Linked DNA regions of Gasterosteus aculeatus: region 2 is linked to region 1. The links are chromatin contacts, called in public Hi-C maps. All regions are on one chromosome and are shown on one strand. Each heading gives the region's core, a stretch centred on a gene start, on an enhancer-like site or on the middle of the called end of the contact. The rest is flanking DNA. Distances are from core to core; before and after follow the strand shown.

The links. A called contact is a pair of places that touch in the nucleus more often than the background predicts.
Region 2: a Hi-C map of whole body shows a contact between it and region 1, with 7 times the contacts expected there. The contact joins the enhancer-like site here to the promoter of LOC120827737 in region 1. A contact is called at or near these places in 4 of 6 Hi-C or Micro-C datasets (skeletal muscle, tail fin and whole body).

What each region holds. Positions count from the first base shown.
Region 1 is chr11:5,285,929-5,290,995 of fGasAcu3.hap1.1, reverse strand. It overlaps LOC120827737 (phosphoinositide 3-kinase regulatory subunit 5), which reads left to right and starts at 2,112. Exons shown (of 17, transcript XM_040190839.2): 1 at 2,112-2,303; 2 at 3,847-3,961; 3 at 4,963-5,063. The coding sequence starts at 3,850. It overlaps ntn1b (netrin 1b), which reads right to left and starts at 1,428. Exons shown (of 7, transcript XM_040190841.2): 1 at 1,148-1,428; 2 at 1-952. The coding sequence starts at 921.
Region 2 is chr11:5,340,980-5,346,046 of fGasAcu3.hap1.1, reverse strand. No RefSeq gene overlaps it. Among protein-coding and RNA genes, the nearest start is that of usp43b, 8.3 kb to the left of the region's middle. Within about 2 kb of position 2,721, at least 1 of the 9 cell types and tissues checked has open chromatin away from gene starts, as enhancers often do.

The sequences.
Region 1 (5,067 bases), core at 863-3,362:
GTGCTTGCACTCGCACACCAGGTTCCCCTCCCGGTCCTTGACGCACTTTGACGCGTGCCCGTTGCACTTGCACCGTCCCCCGACCTGCAGGTCCGACACGGCGTAGAAGTACGAGTCCCGCGCCAGCTCCGAGTCGTCCTCGTTCTCGTCCCCGAACGTGTGCAGCCGGCTGAAGATCACCTTGATGTCGGTGGCCGTCACCCAGTCCTGCAGCACCGGGGAGTTGTCGAAGTCGTGCGCCGACGGCCTGCCGTCCAGCGTGCTGAAGGCGATGAGCCCGCCGGTCAGAGGGTGCATGTCCGTGTGGGAGTCCGTGCAGATGGCCTCCTGCTCGTTCTGCTTGGTGATCGCGGCCTTATTCTGCCTGTTGTACATCTTCTTGCACTGGGTCGAGTAGTACTGAAACGGCACCCACGACTTGCCGTAGTCCATGGACTTGTAGATGGCCATCGACTCGGGTCGGGGCGAGCAGAACTGCAGGCTCACGTAGGTCACCTCGAACTTCTTGCCCAGCGACAAGGTGAGCGTGACGTTCTGCGGGTACTGCGCGTAGTTCTCCGACTGCCAGCAGGTGAGGTTGTGCGGGTTGTTGAGGTCCGTGAGGTACGCCGGCGGATGGGACTTCTTGGGATCCGCGGCGTCGCACGTGTGACAGTCCCTCGTCCGCTCCTCTGCCTTCTCGGACACCACGCAGTACCTGGCGGCGGGGCCGCCGCAGGTGCTGGACGCGCGCACGTCCTTGCCAAAAGCGGAGTTGACGAAGTCCGGGATGCACCTCCGCGGGTTGCCGTTCTCGTCGTAGCACGGGTCCGGCGGGGAAGACTGCGCGGCAAACATGCTGAGCCCGTACCCTCCGGAGACCCCCTCGGTCAGCGCCGCGACTGTCACCAAGGCGACCCAAACCTCCAAAATCCTTTGCATGGTAATCCGTGCACCGCAGGGGACCCGCGCGCTGCAATGCAATGGAGACAAAATATATATATATGACCAGAGTTCTTTTTTTAAAACACTATGATTGGACAGAATCTATACGAGTATAACACGGTTAGAACAAGTGATGCTCTGGGAGAGATTCTGGGCGACTTGAACGCACCGGCGAAGCATCTTACAGATCATTTTTTTAAAAAGGTGAATAAAATGTTCTTACGAGGCAAAGAGACCCGGGACACTACCTCCAAATAAACCGCTCAGTCTGAAAGTGAAGCTCCTAAGAATGAGGGACACAACCTATCCCCTTTACGCACGAAAAGAAAAACCCCAAACTGCCGCTATACTTCTTCAGGCTTTCAACCCCCCCACAGCACCCCTACACCCTTCTTTGATACTGCCTAAATATAAACGAGAAATGGCAAAAAGCCCAGCTGGCCCCGAGTGTCCTCTCAGTCACACCTCTGCCCACCTCTATCTCTGGCTGTCCCAGTCCCCTCTCTGTTATAATCGGCTCCGCTGGTCCTGGGGAGTTTCTCTGCGGAGGGAGAGACAGCAGCGACATCTTCCGAGAGGTTGCGTGCGCTACATGTTAAAAAGAAATCACGCATAGTTTTGTCCTCACAAAAGTCGATCAATGAATATAATTTCGATGCAATAAAATCCTGTGATTTGATGATGCACGAAGAGAAGCAGCAGGCATTAAAACCGTGTGGCCTAAATAGGCAAAGATGTTGCACGAACATCTTGTGGTTTACTCAGAAAGGCAAGTAGATAATCTGAACAAAGTGAAAGTAAATGGTAAAGAGATGGCCCTTAAAAGTCACAAAGAGCAGAAATTTAATTCAGGTTCAACCATTAATGGAAAATTAGTGAAAGGTCAAACAGTGACAGACCATTTTAACCCAACTGGGTTGGTACACATGGTACAAGTGAAAAGCTCTTCTGTACTTTATCTTTGAGCGTCAAAGTGAGATGATTTGACCGTGGTGTGACAATAACAGACAATATGTCTTTAAAAAAAAACAGCTCGCTATAACCACCTGGGACATTATGAATTAATTTATTTTGTCGTAACAGATTGCAATATTAAAACACAAACTGCTTGCCTAAAACCCGTGACCAGGTGCTTTCGAGACGCTCTTGTGTCATGTTAAAAGACTCCTCCTTCTAGTAGGTTTTGTTAAGCAACGCAGCCTTAAGGACTCATTCAGTTCCTTTTTAGCAGCAGACGCTCACTAACTCTGCAGTCAGAGGGTCTATTTTTAAAAAGGGCACCAACGAAGGAGGATGTGGTCCCTCTATTGTTTCCCCCGCCTGCTGGTGTGTCTCAATTGAGGTCGATCTGGGATGATCTAGGACACTGGAGACCGTAGGTAGGTAAGAGCAATGCCTCTCGCTTCATGATCTTTAGCCTCTTTTCGGTGCCTCGACATGTTTACAGGACGTTCCATGTGTCTGTATTGCATGTCCCGTGCGTGCCCGTCTCACGCTGGCCTTATTTGGACTATTTCACATACGCTCTTTCTAGTAGAAACAAGCCTCTGTTGCACAACTTCCATCACATCGCACTGCAAGGCTCTCAAGCAGATTTCCTGTTCCCTTTCTTTTAAAAGCCGCTGAAGGCTGTTGACAGTGCATTCTGAATTAAATGAATTTAGTTTGGCTCAGTGTTTTAAATAGATTTTGGAGTGTCACTAGAATATTTACGTCTATATTGAAGCTCATAAGTATACCGTTAAGGTGTCTCACTGCACATCTGTACATCTTTCCATTCTCCCCCCGCGCTCACAGTAGAATAATCTTAATGCTTAAAGAAGACCAATGGGGGATCAGGCTTTTTGCCTTTGTGCATTGCAGCAGTGGGCCATATAGCCTGAACACATACAATGGTGTAACACCTGCTTCCTCAGTAGACAATTGATTGAATTGACGTGCAGGATCTGGATATGCAGGGAACCTCTGAGTACAGAGCTGCCGTCTGTGTTCCTGCTTGCAGACAAGCTTGTCTTCATGCTTTTCTCTGTCGGGTGCGAATGTATTTATTTTATGCTTTTCAGCTCAAAAGGCTTAAGCTTATTTTACTGTTATATCGTCACATAACCCCAGTGCCTTTGATAAACTGCTCCCGGGAGGCCTTTTCCTGTTTTGACGGGCACAGGTGACCCTCTGATTTCCAGTTGTGTCACTGCACACAACATTCAACACATCTGCCACAGCTGGGGCACAATTGCAGCTTCCGCATGCAAGTCGACATCCTGTGAGCCGAGGATACATATTCAGAGAATAACATGTCTTATTAGGTGGGATGTCTCATGGCTGTGTTTTTTATTTTTTTATTTTCAATTCAATCGGCTTCGAAACATGTCCATTGCTTTCGTAAGCAAATTCCCCAAAATGTGTCTGTTGCTGTTCAAGTTTAGTTCATCGAACATAATTTAATGACTTTTTTTTGCCTTAACTAACACTCACATGTTTACACTTGTTGAAAAGAGTACAAAGGATGACATGGGAAGTTGTTGTCTTACAGGATTCCATTTCCATCCCACCTCCACCAGAATGTTTTCTCTAAGCAGCTGATTTTAAGAATGAATCCAAAATGGAGAAGTCGACAAAGTTGTGGCTTCTGTTTTTTACCGGCTCATCTCCGGCCCGCTCATATGGTCTGTGACTCACGGGTTTTGGTGGGAGGTGCTTTCTGTCCTGACGTCTCTGCTGTCGACATTCGTATTTGCCACTCTGCTCATTGCCACTTTGGGTTGGGTTTAATGTGTCCGCAGTCACAATAACAGGAAGCTTGGACCAATCGGGGGACACTATATTGGTTTACCGGAACACGACATTAGGGCGTCATTCTTGTTCTCATTTTGGCACTTGCCTCTCCTGTGTTTTTCGGTGGATGTTGTGACGCCTCTGCAGAAGATGATGCAGGTGACGGAGCCCAGCTCGTGCACGGAGGATCGCATCCAGCATGTCCTTGAGCGCTGCCTCAGCGGCCTGGGTCTCGACACTCCCAACAAACAACTCTGGAACGGTAAGAGCCGATCCCAAACCTCCCTGTAGGGCCGCATCACAAAATCAGGGCTGGCGATGGAATTTGGCTTATGTCCCCAGCTCACATAAGTACACCTGGTAAAAACCTTAACTAATATCACCCTACACCACCAAACATTAAAGCTGAGTACTTGCATTGAGACAATTACTTCTTCACAGCTAGTGTTTGTAGGTTTGAACATACAACAGATGCATTCTCGTATCTATATGTGCAGTTTGCACTCATTCAGAGCAGACATGCATACATTGGATAAAGGCATGAATAAAACTCTAATTTCTTTTATAGACACAGAGGTTTGGACATGTATATATATATGTACATATATACAACTTATTTGTTTTAAAGGTTTACAATGTTCCATAACAGACCCTCATTCCGAAAACAAGCCAAATGCAAGTATGACGCTAGAGGTGAATTGTGTAAAAATATTAAACCATGAGGTTAAGAAGTTGTTTTTTGTGAATAACAAGTTTTCAGAAATGTCAAATTTTAAATATGCAAATGGAACATTTTCTAACAATAGCATTTGGCGTAGGAGGAATCTATGAAGGGAAATAGTAGTAGTTTTCTCTTTTCTCTGACATGTTATGGAAGCAGAGTAGCCCAAAATCACATGAAAGCGCATGAAAACTAGTATTTCTGCTTAAAGTCTCGCTTTGAATTGTCCAAACACGCACCCAGCCGACCTGTCCCGAACAGACTGTCCGTCTTACAGAGACAAATGGGAATTGAAAGTGGTGATACACAGAATGAGGAGGGACCAACAGTATAAAGGAGAATCATGTTGAAAGATTTGCTGAAATTTCTTAATTCAGACCTTCGGCAAGAAAGGAAAGTAGCGCAACCACTTCGTTTTCCCTCAGCGCCTCTCTGAATATCAGGTGTGAACACGCTTATCTAAGTTACCGGTTTACTGACAGTTATCAGGATGAAACCTAAAAGGAGAAATAAACACTGCGTGTTTCTGTCTCTCTCATCAGCTGGGCTGTGCATAAACCGCTGGTGTTTGGAGGAACTTGTAAAGAGAGATGCCCACAACTTCCTCATCCTTCTGCAGAAAATACTGAGGAAAACAACAGAGGTCC
Region 2 (5,067 bases), core at 1,472-3,971, 54 kb before region 1:
ATATATATATATATATATATTATTATTATTAAATATCTCCTCCACCAGTCTCCCTTAAGTTTCTCCCTTATTTTTCCTACCCTATAAAGTTTTTTCAGGGGGAGTTTTTCCGTGCAGATGTGAGGGTTCCAGGACAGAGGATGTCATACGGATTCTAAAACCCTGCCAGGTGGTTTGGGATTTTGGAATGTAAAATGTAATTGAATTCAATTAAAAGATTAAAATAATTGGTGCTTTAATATGTAAGCATCACCAATATTGCAGCCTTTAAAAGGTGGTATTAACATACTGTTAAAGTGTTATATACTACAGGGTAGCCTAATACATGATAAAAACACCACCATTTAATTGATTGTATTATTAATTTCAAAATACAAAAAGTCTAAATAACCAGCAGCTATGTTGACAGAGAAATACAATAAAAATTATACAACTGGAATGTATTGGGTACAAGTACATGGTGGCAGTAATTGAAAATCTTACTTTAGATGGCTAAGTACTAATAAATGTGCGTGTAAGGCGTCGATTAAAGATGAAGGACTCATCCTTCAGTGACTCAATCATCATCACTGGTTTGTCAATTGCTATAAACATCAGTTCTCAAGCGAACTAAAACGCTTTAGCATATTTTCACTTAAAATTGTATTTTGCTCTAACGACTTTCATGTATAAGAGGGAAAAAAAAACGCTCACCCGCATGTTGGTTCCAACGTCTCTTCTTTCTCTTCGCTACCCGGACAGTGTCGACTGGTTCCTTGTGCCAGTGGGTGCTCGGCCTTTTTCACCGCACAACATCCCAGTTAGAAAAGGCACGGCTTTCAATAATACAATCAATGACGGAAAGAACATTATATTTTTCCGCCTCGAGTTCAGCGTTGCCTCCACTTTGTCGCGGTCAATAGCATAACTTTCTTTGATATGGGGCGGCGTTTGTAAAATGTCGCACGTTCTAAAATCCTGCCAGTTTTGCTACATTTAGCATTATCATATGAACAAAAAAGCATGACAATATTCATATATCACTTTTTCAAACATTTAGAGAGAAATTTATGTAAATTCATGCAATAACTTTTCCAAGGATAATGTTTGGCAGTAACACAAAGTTGTTAAATAATCTAAATGTTAAATCTAAATGTTAAATGTAAATGTTATATCTAAATGTTAAATGTAAATGTTATATCTAAATGTTAAATGTAAATCTAAATGTAAAATGTTCTATGTAAATGTTAAATGTAAATCTAAATGTTACATCTAAATGTTAAATCTTTATCTAAATGTTAAATGTTATATCTAAATGTTAAATGTAAATCTAAATGTTAAATGTAAATTAAATCTAAATTCTAAATCTAAATGTAAATCTAAATGTTAAATCTAAATGTTAAATGTAGATCTAAATGTTCACTCTATATATCAGAGTTGACGACTGAACATTATAATATTTACGGTAATTACGCCGCAGCAAGACAAGCTGGCCGGTCCTGATGAATTAGCTCTTGTTATAGAGCAGGGGTGTCAAACTCATTTTAGGTAGGGGGCCACGTTGAAGTTATGGGGGGGGGGGGGGGGGGGGGTTCACGGGCGCGGAACATTGCGCAACCCCCCCTTGACCGGACCATCGCCGAGGATTTGACCGCCACTGCGGTCATGTGGACCGCATTTCAAAATGAAATGTGCCTCTATTTAAGGTGTTACGGTAAAAGGGCGTACAGCTTTAAAGGCATTAATCGCCTTCTTGTAACGTGTCATAATCCCAATCTTTGAACTGTCTTTAAACCAGATCCGAAAACGGTAACACTCTGCTTTCATGTTGACCCCCTCTATGCTCATGTACATTTCCATGAAATATTACTGTATAGATTTTGAGAAAGCAGGTGGTTCCATGCAGACTGCCTGCAGATCCAAAAAGCACAGCTGACACAGATTAAGAACAATGATTGGATATGCACTTTATGCAGTACTTAGATCCGCTTTCAGTATTTCTAATGTTCTTGGTCTCTTTTTATATGCCTACGCGCCGTATCTGTGTGTGAATAGAATATTCTATACATGTCATTTTAACTGATTTCATTTTATGTTTGAGAAAGTGACATATGAATATTGTCGTACTTTTGTGTTCATATGATAATGCTAAATGTAGCAAAACTGCGCAGGATTTTTGAACGTGCAACATTTTACAAACGGCGCCCCATACTTTCAACAGACCCGAGGTCGTGGCCGACAGGGTCGTTCAATTTAAGCAGCTGTGCCTTTCCGAGTGGGACAACTCAAAATGTCTCATTTCACATACGCATCATTTTCACACAGTGACGTTAAAACATAATGTAATAAGTTGCCCACGTCCCAGACGTAGACGGGAGAGCGTACTTAAAACTCACGATGACTTGGTGACCTGCTCAGTGACTGGTGACTCAGATCATCAGTCAATGCATGCTGGGAAGTACAGAAGTCACAGCCCCCTGTGGCCTTGCACACTCATTCTTACACTTTGTGGGCCTAATAAAGTATGAAAAACGTTGTTTTAAAAACTATAACTTGTAATGAATGTACATGTTTGAATGTGCATGTGGCTATATATATATTTAGATTCATATATTTTCTCAAATGCATGGTGTATGAATGCTGTCGCATGTAAACAGACCATGTAATACATATATGTATATAATAGCCGACAGATGAGGGTGAGTTGACATTCATAAATCAGTTGTTCTCTTTAACTGGTGTCACATTGGCTCCACTCTCCCCATAAATGACCAACTCGGTTTTGTTCATTACTAGTGTGTCACACGTTATGTATTACACTGCTCAAGATTTAAAACATTAAACATTTCACATTTCACACACCGTTGTAGTTTATATGCATTTAAACTGATGCCACAAAAGCCACAACAAATGTCCATTTTCATCGAAAGCGTAAGGGATATTTCATTTGATAGGATAAAAGTCAGCTGAAGTCTGCGATACATTTCCACAGGCTTTCTGTATGACACTTTGTGTTTTGCATAATGTGCCGTGAATCAGCGGCCCGTGAGACTTGAACAATAGCGAGGCTCATGCTGGAGCCGGCACAAAGGTCTTCATTGGGGTCACATTGGACTCGGCAGACCACCCAGCTGTGCGGGTGGAGACACATTCATGACTGCGTACCCCGAGCCTTGCCCTCATGACGAATGGCGAAAAAATAGTCATAACTCTCTCTCAGACATAAATGACCCGTCGTTGCTGAAAGAGGCTTCAGTCACACCCTGCAGCTGACCTCCAGGGTGGCATCTTAGCAGCGTGAATTATGCCAAACATGAAAGGCACACAACTGCAATTCAAAATGACTTTTAAGATCCTTGTGTGAAACATTCATCTAGGAGTTGGAAGTAAGAAACACTTCATGCCTTTATGCACAATTCAAAAGTAGACCCTTTGTCCGCACTCGAGGGTTTGCACCACGTCTGCCCTGCAGGTGGCAGTGTTTAAACGCGAATGAGGGCTGTTCAGGGAGACTCCTCTTGGACATGTGACAGGGAACTGAGTGTGTCCTAATGAAAACCACAGAGGTGGTCCATAATCCCCATGTCGTAGGCGTTGGAACAGCGCATCCTTTAATTATGATAACATCAGGCTAATCATTGTAAATTGTGCTGGTAGCACGTCGGAGGTGTTGGTTGAACACCAAGTCCCATCCTTCTTTATTATCACAAAGAGGAGCAATGACCCACTTGGTTTATTTGTGTTACATTAATGGAAATCAAACACATTTAGGAGTAGAAAACCTCTTTTTTTGAACCCCGTATGAGGACAATGGGAAGCTAAAAGACACGGTGTAATAATATCATTTACGCTTGTATTACCTAAGCTTTCGCAGCTCAAAACCGATTAGAGAATATTAGTTTGTGTTAAAAAAACACCCATTCTGCTAGTATTTAGGCCTCGACTGGTGTGTGGAGACCCGGGGGAAGTCCAGTGTGGCCGTGGCCTTTAGATGTGCCCGATTGACTGATCGGTCTCAGCACAGAGCTAATTGGATGAGCTTCTGGTCTTCACACCATCGCTGCACTGCTGGACCCTCGGTGGAAGCCACGGGGGTCACACGGTTTGATGAATGCAGTTGAACATCTTGCAGGATTTCTCACAGGAAAAACATATGGAGCTATTGTTCAACACACTTCTGATTCAAACAGGTCGTGCAACATCGTGGGTACAGAATCTGTGTTTTCCGTCTCCACAATTTGTCAGGTCGTAAGGAATATACCGCACGTGTTGACAACTCCGGTATGCATTTGTTTCTTTTCTGTTTACAAAGAATTTTACATGATTTAGTGGCAGCGCACAGCTATGTTTTTGCAAAAACCACAAAGTGAGATTTTCCTGATTTCACCTCATTGGCTGAGCTGCGCTCTAAGATGAACGTTCGCCAGCCATCGCTGACAAAACACAGAAATGTTTATGCAGGGAAATCCAATGCGTGTAAAACAGTGTGATCCATAACCATATAGACTGCGTCCATAGTGTGTTCTCAGAGAGGGTCTTGTTATTATTACACACTTCATAATCTCTGCTATCTAAATATTCTATTTATCAAAACTACACATATGTTTTAAAGTCAAAACACTGCAGTAACTTAGTACAATGTATAACAATTACATTCAAAAGGGAATTAGTACTGGCGGCCTGGAATGCCAGGCTCAGAGCTCGTAACAGGATATCCTTGGGTGGTGGCTCCTACTCCATGTCACCCATTTGCTGGAGGTGTCGTTGTGCGTGTGTGTGTGTGTGTGTGTGTGTGTGTGTGCGTGAGTGTGTGTGTGTGTGTGTGTGTGTGTGTGTGCAGCAAGAAGTCCACCTGAAGCCAGACCAAGTAATGGGAAAGACAGAGTTATAGCAGAGGCAATAAATTGTGGACACGCCTTTCCAAAAATAATAAGACTAGGTGGCCCAAGTGATAGCTGGGTTATTATCTGGTATGTGCACGTTAGCAATATGTTAAACCTCTACGATGCAGCCCAAAATATCAACATACTACCCTGCAACTTGATCATTTCACCAATAATGCATAGAGGTCTGGTGGTTTACACTGGT